Regions from separate parts of the Gossypium hirsutum genome. Here region 1 is linked to region 2. The links are chromatin contacts, called in public Hi-C maps. All regions are on one chromosome and are shown on one strand. The core of a region is the stretch at or near the end of the contact, and the rest is flanking DNA. Distances in the headings are between cores, read along the strand shown. Region 1 has its middle 17 kb from the start of LOC121208028. Region 2 holds the start of LOC121208483 (acetolactate synthase 3, chloroplastic).

Region 1 (3,046 bases), core at 429-2,928, 55 kb before region 2:
CACGGTGGTGGTGAAACTGTTGGGACAAAATATAGCCTATTCCACCCTTCATAATCGGATATTCAGTCTTAGGAAGCCTTTACTACCGTTTATCTAATGGATGTCGAAAATGACCATTTTCTCATCAAATTTCAGAGTAAGGATGACTATGAAAAGTTGCTCACTCAAGGGTCGTGGATTGTCTTCAGACAATATCTCACTTTTTAGCCATAGACTCCAAATTTTAATCTAATTCAGTCGTTCCCAAAATCTGTCATGGTTTGGGTTCACTTTTCTAGTTTACCCGATGACTTTTATAAAAATAAAATTCTAGAAAAAATCGGAAGTCTAATTGGTAAGGTGACCAAACTGGATTTTAAGATAGATTGTGGTTCGAGAGGAAAGTTTGCTCGTATGGTAGTTTTTATCAATCTAGACAAATCACTCATACCACATGTTTTGGTTAATGGCACGATGCAACGTGTTGAATACGAGTCGTTGTCAACATTTTACTTTTCGTGTGGTCGATATGGCCACGTTTGTGATATTTGCCCTTACTAAAAACCTGCAATAGAGAGCACAGCGGTTAGAGAAACAGTTAAGTTTAACTTATTGGAGAAGGAGAAGACGGATGAGATGTTGGAGTCGTTTGGCCGATGGATTCTTGTCGAGCGAAAATCATGGAAAAATCTAATGGGTAATGAGAATTCGACGGTAAAAATTTTTCCCAAACAAAGGGAAGGCTCCCGATTTAGTGCATTGTTGATGATCGATGATCGAAAAAATAAAGGAACAAAGGAGGAAATTTAGGGGGTTCTATTTCAGAAGGTTGACTTTTTTAAAAAAAAGGGGGGGAAGCTCTTTCTAATTTAATAATGAGCAATTTTTTTCAAGGAAAACGGGCTAGCTGTATGATAGAGTTTTTGGGCTTGTTAATGAAGTTGATATGTTGGAGGGTAACGAGCCAGGACCTTTAGAAAATTTAATTAAGACAAGCTTCTTATCCGAAAGCCCAGGTAAGTCTTCTGACCGAATAGTAATTATTTCAAAGCCTAATTTTTTTTCTTTTTCACAACAGCAACAGTATGATGTCACAATGGGTCTCAAGTCATTAGAAATTAACAAGGAGCAAGTTTTTGGGCCTGTTAATGGAGTTTATTTGTTGGAAGGTAATAGGCCAAGACTTTTAGAAAATTTAATTCAGACAAGTTCCTTACTCGAAAGCCTAAGCCTAATTTTGTTTTTTTGTCTTTGCAGTAGCAACTTCATGACATCACAATGGGTCTTAAGTCTCTGGAAATTAATAAGGAGCATGTTGACTCTTTTTTTAATTTCTTTATAGCAGTAGCCTCATGATGACACTGAAATTTAGCTACAAGATGTTTCGAATGACTCCATTAATGTTTTAGCTAAAAAGGTCAATGTTTCAGATCATGATTCTCAATTGATCTTTTTAAATAGGGAGGGGTCAGTTCTCGTGGGAATTACTGTCCATTTTAACCCCACCTTTGATGGGCTGGTTGAGTCAATGGTGGATTTAAGTAATAAAATTTTTAATCCTAAAAATCACTAGACTGTTATCTTCAAGGAAACTAGGAGAATTAAACATGCCAAGTCTCTTGACAATGGTACCACGGGTGAAAGAGGTAAAGGGTCTTCAAATCCTAAAGGGAGCTGGTTAGGAATTAAGGGTACTGTTTGCTCGAGTGGTGTCATCAACAAGATAATTAGAGAAAGAGGCGTCTTCAAAATTTTAGCAATGTAAGGGTCCCACTAGCAAACACTATGAATTTAATGGCCAAGCTTATTAGCTCGAAATTAATTTGGAGGCTAAAAAGAAAGGCTAGAGTAGTGACGTAAAAAGTTGAGAAGGTATCTGATAGACATGAAATATGATAAGTTTTCTTTATCTATTTGATTTTATATATACATATTTATTTATGAGTTTATCTTTTTCTTTTGTGTGTGGAATTTTCAAGGTTATGCTAGCAAGAAGTTTTTTCGAGAGTATAAGCAGGATATTGTTGGCCTTTTAGAAACAAGAGTTAGTGGTAGCAAAGCTGACTTAGTCATTGTTAGTCTCGGATTTCAACGTTCTCATCGGATGGAAGCTATAAGTTTTTTTGGGGGTATTTGGGTCGGTTGGAAGGAGTCGATTCAGGTGGAAATTATATGAAGTCACTCGCAATTTGTTATGTCTAAGGTTTCGTATAATTCTTTTCAGTGACCAATTTATGTTGTCTTTGTTTATAGTATCCCTGATACTCGCAAACGCAGGAGACTTTGGGATTTCCTGAAAGTAACCATTCCATGTTCGAATTCCCTTTGGATGGAAATGGGAGATTTTAATGCAATTTTAGCCTCTAATGGAAAAATGGGTGGACGAGTTAATGGGAAAAGCTGTTCTTTTTTCAGAATTTTATGGATTCCTTCGATCTACAAGACTTGGGTTTCAAAGGCGCACCCTTTACATGGTATATGGGTGGCATATTTGAGCGTCTTGATATATCAGTAATGATATGTGGCTTTCAAAGTTCCCAAATTGTTCTATCACTCACCTTCTAAGACTCAAATCAGATCACAGGCCCCTCATCATATCTCTTCAACCACAGTTCCATACTCTTTTAGGTAGACCATTTTGTTTTCTAGCAGAATAGGTTGAGCATTCAAGTTTTTCTGAGTTTGTCAAGAATAATTGGAATTTTTCTGGAAATATATCTAATTCCCTTTCCAACCTTACGAGTCACATTAAGGATTGGAATAAAAAGGTATATGGGCACGTTGGTTCTTAGAAAAAAAAGACTAATTTAGAAATTAGACAATATTCAGAGCGATATGGATTATTCTTAGCCTGATTCTTCACCACAACTAGATTTGACGATTAGAGAAGAGTTGGAACAAGTTTTATTTCATGAGGAACTATAGCAACCCATTTTCAGTGAAATCAAAACAGTGGTTCTGGGACCACAAATCTGAGCTAGAAAGAAAATTTATTTTAATATTATTGAATGGTTCGTATTATGATAGGAATATTGTATGAAAATTCTAATAAAAAATTTTTACCGAT
Region 2 (3,496 bases), core at 912-3,411:
AAAGCATAGAAAAACTATGTTCCATAACTCAGAAACTAAGCCCCCATAACCCACCCTCATTCATTACATACATTACCCAAAAAAGACCATTTGATGCTCATTGAGGTCAATATTGTGTTCTTCCATCACCCTCTGTGATCACATCTTTGAAAGCCCCTCCACTGGGGATCATAGGCAGGACATGTTCTTGATGTGGGACAATCACATCCAACAAGTAAGGTCCAGGAGTGTCCAACATTTTCTGCATTGCTGCTTTTAGATCTTCTTTCTTTGTCACCCGGGCAGCTGGTATCCCGCATGCTTCAGCAAATTTCAACATATTTGGGAATATTTCCGACTCGTTGGATGGGTCTCCCAAGTATGTATGAGCCCTGTTTGCCTTGTAAAACCGGTCCTCCCATTGAACAACCATACCCAAATGCTGATTATTCAACAATAATATCTTAACCGGAAGATTTTCCACACGGATAGTCGCCAACTCTTGCACGTTCATGATAAAACTTCCATCACCATCGATGTCTACAACGACTGCCTCTGGGTTTGCAACGGCAGCTCCAATAGCAGCAGGCAATCCAAATCCCATAGCACCCAATCCCCCAGATGTTAACCATTGACGAGGCTTCTTATACTTGTAAAATTGAGCAGCCCACATTTGATGCTGACCAACACCAGTACTTATAATTGCATTCCCGCCAGTTAATTCATCAAGAACCTGAATTGCATATTGAGGTGGAATAGCTTCACCAAAGGTCTTGTAACTCAAAGGGAATTTCAGCTTCTGCTCGTTTAACTCCTGCCTCCATTCCGAATAATCAAGATTCAGCTTTGCTACCTTGGTCTCCAATATCTTATTTATCCCCTGCAATGCCAATTTCACATCGGAACACACTGACACATGAGGCTGCTTGTTCTTCCCAATCTCGGCAGAATCGATATCGATATGCACAATCTTTGCCCGGCTGGCAAAAGCCTCAAGTTTTCCCGTCACCCTATCATCAAATCTCACTCCAAAAGCAAGCAACAAATCACTCTTATCAACAGCATAATTGGCATACACAGTTCCGTGCATCCCAAGCATTTGTAACGACAAGTCATCCGAAATCGGAAAGGCTCCAAGACCCATCAAAGTACTTGCAACAGGTATCCCTGTAAGCTCAACAAACCTCTTCAACTCCTCACTAGAGTTCAAACACCCACCACCAACATATAAAACAGGCTTCTTAGACTCAGAAACCAATCTAACAATCTGTTCGAGATGAGCCTCACCGGGAGCCTTAGGCAACCTAGACAAATACCCTGGCAATCTAAGAGAATGGTTCCATTTAGGAACAGCAAGTTGCTGTTGTATATCCTTAGGAACATCAATCAGAACAGGTCCCGGCCTGCCCGAGGAAGCTAAAAAGAAAGCCTCACTAACAATCCTAGGAATATCATCCACATCAAGAACAAGATAATTATGCTTCGTAATAGACCTTGTTACCTCAACAATTGGAGTTTCCTGGAAAGCATCGGTACCGATCATCCGACGAGGGACTTGACCAGTGATCGCCACGAGAGGGATACTATCGAGCATTGCATCAGCGAGACCACTCACCAAGTTGGTTGCCCCAGGGCCAGACGTCGCAATGCAAACGCCGGGAATGCCAGAGGAGCGCGCGTAGCCCTCGGCGGCAAAGACCCCACCTTGCTCGTGTCGCGGAAGGACATTTCGGATGATTTTTGAGCGGGTTAAAGCCTGGTGGATCTCCATTGAAGCTCCACCTGGGTAGGCAAACACATCCTTGACCCCTTCACGAACCAGGGCTTCCACCAGGATATCAGCGCCTTTCCGGGGCTCATCATCCGCATACCTGGAAATGAAATCATGGGGAGGAGCATTTTTTGGGGTAACGGATGTGGCGGCGGATCTGGGGTTAGAGCTTGCATGAGAAAGAGAGCAGGAAACGTCGAAGGAGCGGTAAGGGGTGGGCTTTTGAGGGGTTGTGGAGAAGGGAAGGCTGGATTTGGAAATGGGTATGGAAGATTTGAAGGAGGAAGTTAACGTAGAAAGCTTAGGCAAAGCGGAGTTCGCAGTGGCAGCCGCCATTGTCGATGAGAGGCTTGTGGTGAGGCCTTTCTTTGGTGTCTGTGGCGAGCGAGAGTGGGAAGAAAAGTGTGATTGTGATTCCCTTTTAAAGTTTCGATTTTACCTACATTACCCTTTTGCCCTTCTTGTTTTATTCATTTTGGTCATATATTAAGAACAGTCCCTGTTCTTTACTCAAGTTACATCATTAGTCTTTCTACTTTAATTTGAATAATTTTGGCCATGTATTTCATGGTTTTGAAAATCTCAATCAAATCGTTAACAATCATTTGCTTTTTATGTGAAATCTAATCCATTGATGCAAGTTTAGGTAATGGATGGGTAACGGTAGTTCGCACAGTGATGTTGAAAGCTAGATCAGATAGGTTAAGGCCTAAGAGAGATGTTTTAAGGTTTTGAATATATTTAACAAAGTTTGGGTGTGTAAAACTATCTTAACAAAGAAATTATTGAGTCACAGAGGACTCTCAACAAGTGCACTAAGATGTCAACAAGTGCACTAAGATGTGACTGGAAGCTATGTTGTCTTGTTAAAGGGTTATTATGCAAGGTTGATGTGACTTGTTGTCGATCTAAATGCTATACATGCATGACCTTTTTGTAAATGATCTTATAGTATTTGGCAAGAGCATCTCTTTAGGTGAAGTAGTGTGATGCAGTGTTAAGGTTGCTTTCTAGTTGTATTGGGTAAGCTTCTTCATGCAGTGAGGTAGCTTCTTCATGCAACATGATTTATTTAAACAATTGTCCTCACCCAAGTTGAGAGGGAGATTACAAAGTGACATTCATCAAGACTTATTTGTTTTAGGTGTTTGTGTGTTAAACACATTGAAGGGTACGTATAAGTAAATTTTAGAGATATGAGTGACAACCTTAAAAGGTCAAATGGTATTATGATCAACATATGTTAGGAACATGTGTGGTCATAAGCATTTTGATTTTTGGGTTTTTGTGACTTTTGCATTAATGAAAGTGATACATGTTTCCATGTGATTGAGTATTGAAGCGATATGACAATTATTAATTTTTCCACATATTTATTGTCGGGTTGTTAGTGAGCAGCCATAACATTGGGAACATGAGTGACGACCTTGAAAGGTCAAATGGTGCTTATGATTAGCATAGGTTGGGAACATGTGTAGTAATAAGCGTTGCAATTTTTTAGGTTTTGCAACTTTTGCATTAATAAATCTGATACACGTTTCCATGTGACTGAGTATTAAAGCAATGTGACAATCATTAACTTTTCCTCATATTTATTGTTGATTTGTTAGTGAACAGTCAGAACGTTGGGAACATGAGTGACGACCTTGAAAGTCATTTGGTACTTATAATTAACGTATGTTAGGAACATGCGTGGTAATAAGCGTTCTGATTTTCAAGGATTTGCGAATTTTGCATTAATAAATG

What was found. A called contact is a pair of places that touch in the nucleus more often than the background predicts.
Region 1: a Hi-C map of petal shows a contact between it and region 2, with 2.5 times the contacts expected there. The contact joins the enhancer-like site here to the promoter of LOC121208483 in region 2. A contact is called at or near these places in 5 of 34 Hi-C or Micro-C datasets (leaf, petal and seedling).

What each region holds. Positions count from the first base shown.
Region 1 is chrA10:78,918,808-78,921,853 of Gossypium_hirsutum_v2.1, reverse strand. No RefSeq gene overlaps it. Among protein-coding and RNA genes, the nearest start is that of LOC121208028, 17 kb to the left of the region's middle. Within about 2 kb of position 1,678, at least 7 of the 9 cell types and tissues checked have an H3K27ac peak or open chromatin away from gene starts, as enhancers often do. A contact at or near this core is called in leaf, where this site is marked.
Region 2 is chrA10:78,863,491-78,866,986 of Gossypium_hirsutum_v2.1, reverse strand. LOC121208483 (acetolactate synthase 3, chloroplastic) reads right to left here and starts at 2,161. Exons shown (of 1, transcript XM_041079242.1): 1 at 1-2,161. The coding sequence starts at 2,086. The coding sequence ends at 107.